2 separate regions of the Mus musculus genome follow, and region 1 is linked to region 2. The links are chromatin contacts, called in public Hi-C maps. All regions are on one chromosome and are shown on one strand. The core of a region is the stretch at or near the end of the contact, and the rest is flanking DNA. Distances in the headings are between cores, read along the strand shown.

Evidence for each region. A called contact is a pair of places that touch in the nucleus more often than the background predicts.
Region 1: a contact with region 2 is called in a Hi-C map of liver, with 3 times the contacts expected there. The contact joins two enhancer-like sites. A contact is called at or near these places in 2 of 484 Hi-C or Micro-C datasets (liver and muscle stem cells) and 3 of 115 datasets of contacts at active chromatin or transcription factors (bone marrow-derived dendritic cells, large pre-B cells and regulatory T cells).

Annotation. Positions count from the first base shown.
Region 1 is chr10:96,922,719-96,926,783 of GRCm38.p6, reverse strand. No RefSeq gene overlaps it. Among named protein-coding and RNA genes, the nearest start is that of Gm46240, 23 kb to the right of the region's middle. Within about 2 kb of position 2,518, at least 26 of the 459 cell types and tissues checked have an H3K27ac peak or open chromatin away from gene starts, as enhancers often do. A contact at or near this core is called in liver, where this site is marked.
Region 2 is chr10:96,360,536-96,364,284 of GRCm38.p6, reverse strand. Gm33782 (a long non-coding RNA gene) reads right to left here. Exons shown (of 4, transcript XR_871978.2): 4 at 1,758-2,272. Among named protein-coding and RNA genes, the nearest start is that of Gm33782, 53 kb to the right of the region's middle. Within about 2 kb of position 2,299, at least 10 of the 459 cell types and tissues checked have an H3K27ac peak or open chromatin away from gene starts, as enhancers often do. A contact at or near this core is called in liver, where this site is marked.

The sequences.
Region 1 (4,065 bases), core at 1,269-3,768, 560 kb before region 2:
GTGTCACAAAACACAGGTCCATATCATCTATTCTTGGTATTCTATAATAGCTTCCTAGCCTGTCCCCAGGCTTCCTGTCTTTCAATTATGTCCAACTGTGCACCACAAGTTTGTCAATCTGAGATAGCTATGTCTAGACCTACTGAAGCACCTGCTGCCCTACAGGGTGACTATGGCTGCCATGTTATCCTCTAGGTCACTTGCAACTCCAGTGGGCCTTTTCCACTTGGTCAGATACTACTATCTGTTGCTTTGGCTACATTTTCTTCCCCAATGACCCTGCCTGGAGCTACTGTACTCCAGACCAGAGCCAGACAAGGATGAGCTGGTCTGGCTCCAACTACTGTGGATGCTTCTCTGGGCAAACATGCTCTGGTTTACCAAGAAAAATCTCAGCACTTCTATTATTGAACTGGCTAATTTTTTTATGCCACAGGTGCTTGGTACATGCCACTCTTGTCTAATGTCCTTTCCTGCTTCCTACTGGCAGGATCACCCTTATGGTACAATACAAAATATCCAGACAGTCCTGTAATAGGGGACACAAGGAGCTTGACATTTGATTGATTAGTAGCAAATTCTCCTCTCATTCTGTCTTTATAATGAGCCACTCTAGCCAAAGCCAACATGATAGGAGAGACTCTATTTCAACTTACAGTTTTTAAGTAGTCCTTTATCACTGAGGAAAGTAAAGGCAGGAACTCAAACAAGAACTAAAGTAGAAACAACATATAAATGTCTATTGCTTCACTCTCTGGCTTAGGCCCAAGTAGCTGTTGAATGCATCCAGGGACCAGTTGCTGAGAGCTGGTGCTTCTCATAACAGGCTGGGCCCTTCCTTATAAGTCAACAGCTGGGAAAATGTCCACCACAGACATGCTCACAGGCCAGTCTGATCACGGCAAAGTTTCGATTGAAAATTCCCCTTCTCTGGGGAATCCAGGTTGTGTGTAGTTGACAGAAAACAAACAAACAAACAAAAAAACAACTAACCAGGACCAGGACATAAGGAAACATTACTGAGACCCAATGACAACACAATGACACAAAATTTATTACATGCTCATCCCATGATGCTACCTGTATCTATCATGGGTATTATATTGACCTATGTGAACCTGTTGAATTGTGCATGTTTGGCATTTTTCTTTTTCGATTTTACATGTATTCGAATGGGAAAGATAGAGGAAAGCCTCAGATATTACACCTCAGAAGCTGTCTACTTTATGAGACAGTCTCTCACTGACCGGGGACTGACTGACTAGGTTAGGTAGACTAGCTTATGAGGCACAGGCATCTGCCTGTCTCCACCGCTCTGGGCTTCTTCATATGGATTCTTCTTAGGTCTCTATGTTTGTACTGTAGGCAACTTACCCACTGAGCCATCTCCCCAGCTCTTTGCAGACTTCTTAAGAGATTTCATTTTCTTTCCTTTCCATGGCTAACAGAGAGCCCAACTCAAAACTCTCTGATTTGTGTTCATAAATAATTACGAATGAATTACGGTGCATCAACCTTTCTTGGATAGTCAACAAGTACCAATTCCTTCACATTACCACCACTTTACATGTTAAAATTTCAATGTAATTCCTGCCCTTGTGTCATGCTTTCAAATGACTGATGTGGAGCTGGCATAGTGATTGATCTCAGTCTTTTGTCATAAGAATAACAGCTTCCAGGGCAAGAGAAAAAAAATTTCAAACTTGTTCTTCCAGTGGGGAGTGGTGAAGTAAAGGGCAGAGTTAATGCCAGCAAAGGTCCCGTCGTGTTTGGCATGCCCGATGTTTGCTGTACTTTCTGTCCTGTGTGCTGGAGCTTCTGTTTAACTGAGCTGAGGATTAAAGTATTGAACAAGCAAAGAATTGCTCAACTTTCCTGAGTGGGTGTGTCTCATTCAGTATTTGACAGAAAACCTGTCATTTGAGTATGATATATATTTGCTGGGGTAAACCTGGATAGCTCAGGCTCAAAGGTCTTTTCTGCTCACCTGCAGTGGTAAACCCAATGTCTGCCTTACCTTCAGGCACCGAAGCCTGAAACACATTAAATTTCCATCTCCCCCCACCCCCACCCCCGGCCATTTGGATTTGAACAGTCTCTAAAACAGTCCAGTAAACAAGCAGACAAGACTCCACTTGAGTCTGCTTTATAACCTAAAGCTAAAGCGTTTGTGGAATCACAGACCAGGCTGGGGCATGTCAACTCTGCATTGAAAATCAAAGAATTGCAATTTAAAGGTAGAGGGGCAGGGTGGGGCGGGGCAGGGCTGAGCTGTTAAATCAAAATGGATACAGCTGGGTTTGCTTTTCAACATGTCTAGATGTGAGAAGGAGGTCAGAAAAGAGATGGGTGTGCTCTGCAGTTGATCTGTGACAGAGCAGTATGGCAACAGGCCTATGTAAATTAAACAACTTAGCCAATATGGAAAACACATTTTCAGCAAGTAAATAATGCCATTTAAGGGGTCTGATTGCTAAAGCAGCCTCATTGCTTAATGGGAGGACAGTCATTCATTCAACAAATATTTACTGCCTAGCTCTGAGAGACTGGCAAGGCTGAACATTGGTAAGCAATCACTTCTGCCCTGAAGTTTGAATGTTTTTTTTGTGATGAGATTTTAAAATATTATGGAGATTTTGTTTTTCTTTCTTTGAGATAGGGCCTTACATTTCCCATCCTGGCATCAAACTCAAGCTTGTTTTTAAGCAGAAGATGATCTCGAATCTCAGCATTCCCTGCCCACTTACCCACTTCTGAGTCTGGAGACATCAGGCAGTGTCCTGAGACACATCTGGTTTATGAGATCCTGGGCATCCAACCTATGTGCCGAGGAAGCAACTGAGCAATATCTTCTGCATGAAATAGGTCATTTTCAGAAAATCAATCAATTTGTATGAAAGACCCAAAGATAGGAAAACTGCTTTTCTGTCAACACAGATGTTTGAGCAAAGCATATAAACATATTCCTAGTCTAACCTGTATCTGCGGGAATCACTCCATCCCAATACATCTGTATACAAGGATATATATGGAAGATAACACTTTTGGAGCCTCAGTTGAATGTGCTGAGTTTTGTCAGTGATCAAAGGAGACCACACTGTCTGAATTATATTCATGAAGAACACAACTACTTTATGGAAATAGGGTTTCAGGCTTCAAGTCTTAAATTTTAAACTGTTTGAATCAAGATGTATAAAGTTATGTGAAGTAAATGACAGACACCCCCCCCCCAATTTAGGCAGCTATGGATGCCATCAAAATGGCAGAATGTAGAATGCAGTAACTGCATTCTAACAGGATGAAAACAGGAGAAAAATCATCATGGAGGTGTGGCATAAAGTCACCAGAGACAAAGTGACCATCATGGACAAGGTCCAAGCTTAACAGGATGGAAGTTGGTGGACACATTAGCAGACCCCACTCCTTTGGGCGGAGAGATTCATACATTATATTACTGAAATGTCAACTGTCACCCATGAGAAGGAATATTTCTGTCTATCCTTTTCAGTTAGTATAGACTTAAGAGTTGTCTACCATATCACTCTATACTGTGTCAATGAGCATCAATCGTTGGCAGTAGACTACAAACTCTCCATACAAAATTATTTGTTCAAGTTCTCGTTTTCATAGATCATGAGCATGCACAGATTCCATGCACCTTCTGTCACACTTACTTTAATTAATTATGCATCCATTTTTTTCACGAGTATTTATGAGGCCAGTTCCGTGCCAATTATTTGGTGATGTCACTGGTAACATTTTGCAAAGATCTGGGTTCCTTCCCATCGTGGTTTGAATATAGTTGTCCCTGGGGATGGCACTATAAGGAGGTGTGGCCTTGTTAGAAGAAGAGTGTCTCTGTACAGGGTGGGCTTTGAGACTGTCCTCCTAACTGCCTGGAAGACAGTCGTCTTCTGGATGCAGATGGATCAAGATGTAGAACTCTCGGCTCCTCCAGCACCAAGCTTGCCTGGATGCTGCCATGCTTCTAGCCTTCATGATAAAGCACTGAACCTCTGAACCTGTAAGCCAGCCCCAATTAAATGTTGTCCTTTATAATAGTCG
Region 2 (3,749 bases), core at 1,050-3,549:
AGTGAGCTATTTTAGCATGTCTGGGTGGCTAACACTAGAAGTTCCTAATTTTTTTTTTTAATTATTTTGATGTTTCTAATCCAGTTTTAACTTTTCTTTTTACTAATTCCTCACTTATGGGTTGGGCCCATCCAATACTGAATTTTGATTCTATCTCCTAGATACATGTTTACTGAGTCAATTTTGCACCACATCCCATCAACCATGAACTAGAGACCAACTTATAACAAAACAGGAAGTCCCCGTCGCCAGATCCAACAAGTTAGTGAGAACATGAGTTTCTAATCAAACTCCCACTTCTCTTGCCTCATTGTTTTCCCTGCTAGGGAAATTAAGAGATGACGACTGTGGGACAAATAAGTTATTATGGGATAAATTTTATTACACTCATTCGTGGGTAATAGAATGTGTTTCCATTTCACCTGGTTGGCCTTTTTAGTGCATTATTTAATTTGGCCTTAAAACTTTTAAACACCATTCTCCAGGTTTGGATCTTATAAATGATTTTATAGCACTGCCATGGTTCCTCGCAATTGTTTATGATGTATAGCAAAGCTATGATTTAATGTCTTTCGATGAACTATAATTAAGCAAAGACTGCTTAGGACAAGGGCAAACACGCATCGTACAAGTCCCGGGTTAATTGCACTGTGTCTCACCCCATCCCAAGCCTAAGAGAGAGGTGCTCATCTCTCAGGACCAAGGGCCCAACATTTCCCAAGTCAACACACTTCTCACGTTTTCTTCCCACCTAGAAATAGGTGGCGATCGTTAAGTTTTCGTGAGAATGAAACATCTGCGATCTGTCAGCTTCACAGTCCCCATCAGAGCCCTTAGAGTCTTCTCACACTGCGCCGAATGGTAGCTCCAGGAACGTCATTCCTATACTGATTCAGTTTCTAAAATAAAAGTGAATTACAGGGAGCAGGAAGAAGCATTCGCCAAGAATGGCTACCTAAATACAAAAGACAGCATATCCTCTCACGAGCATGCTCCCGAAACTTGAGGAGATGCAGAAAATATCAGAGTGAGCCACACCTTGATGCTTAATTTTCCATGATGGATCTAAGAGACTTTTAGAAAGCCAGAACTGAAATAAGCCAAGTGCCCTTACCAGTTGCAGACAGGAAACATTTCCTCCCCGTAATAATGAGACAATTTCTCCCACATAGCCCTCTGAGGTTCTCTTTCTCTGGAAAAGCTCCACTGTATACACACCATTATACGCAGTTCATAGGAAGGATGGATTTGTGTAGATTTGCGCATATACACACATATTTATACACATACACATACATGCACACATAAACACACCCAATCACTCATATTCACACATACACACAGACACACACATATAAACACATATATACACACATAAACACACATACATAAAGACAATACACGCATATATAAACATGCGCATACACACATAAGCACACACACAGTCACTCATATACACACATACACACAGAGTCACACACACACACACACACACACACACACTATAAGAATACAAATGAGTGTGGGGCTCCTGGATAGGAAAGAATGGGGTAGCAGAAAAAGGGAATAAAAATCACCCACCAGCAAATCAAAATCTATGAAAGACTGAGAATTTCCTTAAATACTAAAATCACATGCATTTAAGGAAAAATGACCAAATAGTTAGATTCCTCTACTCTTGGCAGCTAAACATTCACCACCATGGCCCAACCACCTTAGATGGTGAACAGCAGAGACCACCAGAAAAGCACCTGAAATTGAAAACAAAAACCAATTTACATTTTATTTAAGCAAAGCAAACAGATGGGCCTGTTAATAGCATCCAAGTCGGTGTCACACAGGGAAAACAAATCTGGAACCCAAGTCAAATAAGTTGGAAATCAAAAGCAACCCAATTAAAAGAAGCAAACACAGGCAGCTGTGGCCCTTGCCTCCCCTGACCTGTGTAACGATAGAACGTTCTTCTCACACCAGGACAGTGGCATAGTCAGCACATCAGAGACTGCTGTTCCCATGTTTTCTCTGCCTGTTAGAGAATAAAGAGGCAGAAAAAGGGCCAGCAGGAAGCAGTGGAGAAATCTTGAACACGGCAAACAGAGAAGGAATCAGAAGTTGAAGAAAGACTTTCACTGGGGTAGGAAAACCTCACATACTGCAGAACACACAGCAGAAAAAGTGCCCACCCCGAAGCAGAGAGGGGACTGTCCAAATTTTCCATCTTCTCTCATGGGCTGGGGAGAGTCTTCCTTCCTTCATTTAACAATTGATCAGTCTGAAAAAAAAAAAGCAGAATGGCTGGTTGGCCTTTAACTGCTCTGTAAACAAGTCCTGATGTGACCTAGAACTCGGTGAAACAGTCCATCAGTAGGGCCAGCCTTTTATCTTAGGTCAGGAGGGTGAGGAAGAAGCTACCACCTTAGAAATTTACTATCTTTATCATGTAGGCATGACTCTTCTCCCCATTTGCCTGTCTGCCAGAGAGTCTGTCTACATGGTTACCTCCCAGGTGGCACCAATTCATGAACCACACATTCCAGGATGTAGGTTCTTAACCTAAAGTTTCCTTCAGGTGTGCCACAGAAATTTTAAAAGGAAAACAAGATCTTTACTTGCATCTGTCTTCTTGAATTTGGTTTGAACCATGGGAAATTGGAGGAGAGATAGGTAAGGCTGAGTCCATATAGATGCATCCAAATAATTGAGGCGTATGTGTTGGGATTATGATGTTAGGCTTCAAAGATGTAGAGTTAGACACAAACGCAAGCGTCCCATTTGGTGAGTGAAGCAAAGACAGCTGTTTGTCAGCCTTGCTGACACGAAGACTTATTTTGATGTCCCAAGCAGTCACTGCATACTGAACATAAGACATCTGCTATGGTTCCCTTTAGCTCATGGTGTTTTTCATCTGTAATCTAATGTGCACCAAGGTGTATGTGTGTGATCATGTTCATATGTGTGTGTGTGTGTGTGTGTGTGTGTGTGTGTGTGTGTATGTGGGTGGGTGGGGGTGGGGGCTGGGGGGCTGGGGTGGGGTGCAGATTGGTGGATGGGTGAATGAGGGTCTGTGGGATCCATACTTAGTGTGTAGAGGTCAGAGGACAACCTTGGATGTCAGTCCTCATCTCTGCCTTGTTTGAGATCGAGTGTCTTGTTCACCACTGATTATGCAGATACATCACCGCATCTGGCTTTTGCATGAGGTCTGGGGATCTGAACTCTAGTCCTCATACCTACCCAGCAAACACTTAATTCACTGAGCCATGCCTTCAGGCCCTGTTGAATGGCTCCTAATCAACAGCCTTTCGATATAATTTATTCACAGGTATAGGTACAACATTAGGACTGTTATTATGAGTACTGGTCTCCCATACACTGCATCTTTTTCTTCATGTCTCCTGACAAGCTTTTGCTATATTTCCTTTCATTTTACTCTTCCCATAAAGTCTGCCCAAGTATTTTTGTTCTCTATGGCACTGTTTTGATATATACAAATATTACCATAATACTGTCTCTCTCCTGTTATAGTTTGGGAGTCTGAAAAAAAAACTGTCTCCATCCAAGAAAAAATATCACCCTCTCTTCTCATCTGAGGCAAAATGTCACCTACCCTCACATTTTCTACTCTCTGGAACTAAGGCCCAAGGAACTTACTACCTCAGCATATTGGTTGAGGTTCAAATTCAAGCTAAAAGTAAACAAACAAATTCTTATTTGTTTATTTTGACACAGGGACTCATGACTGTATATCC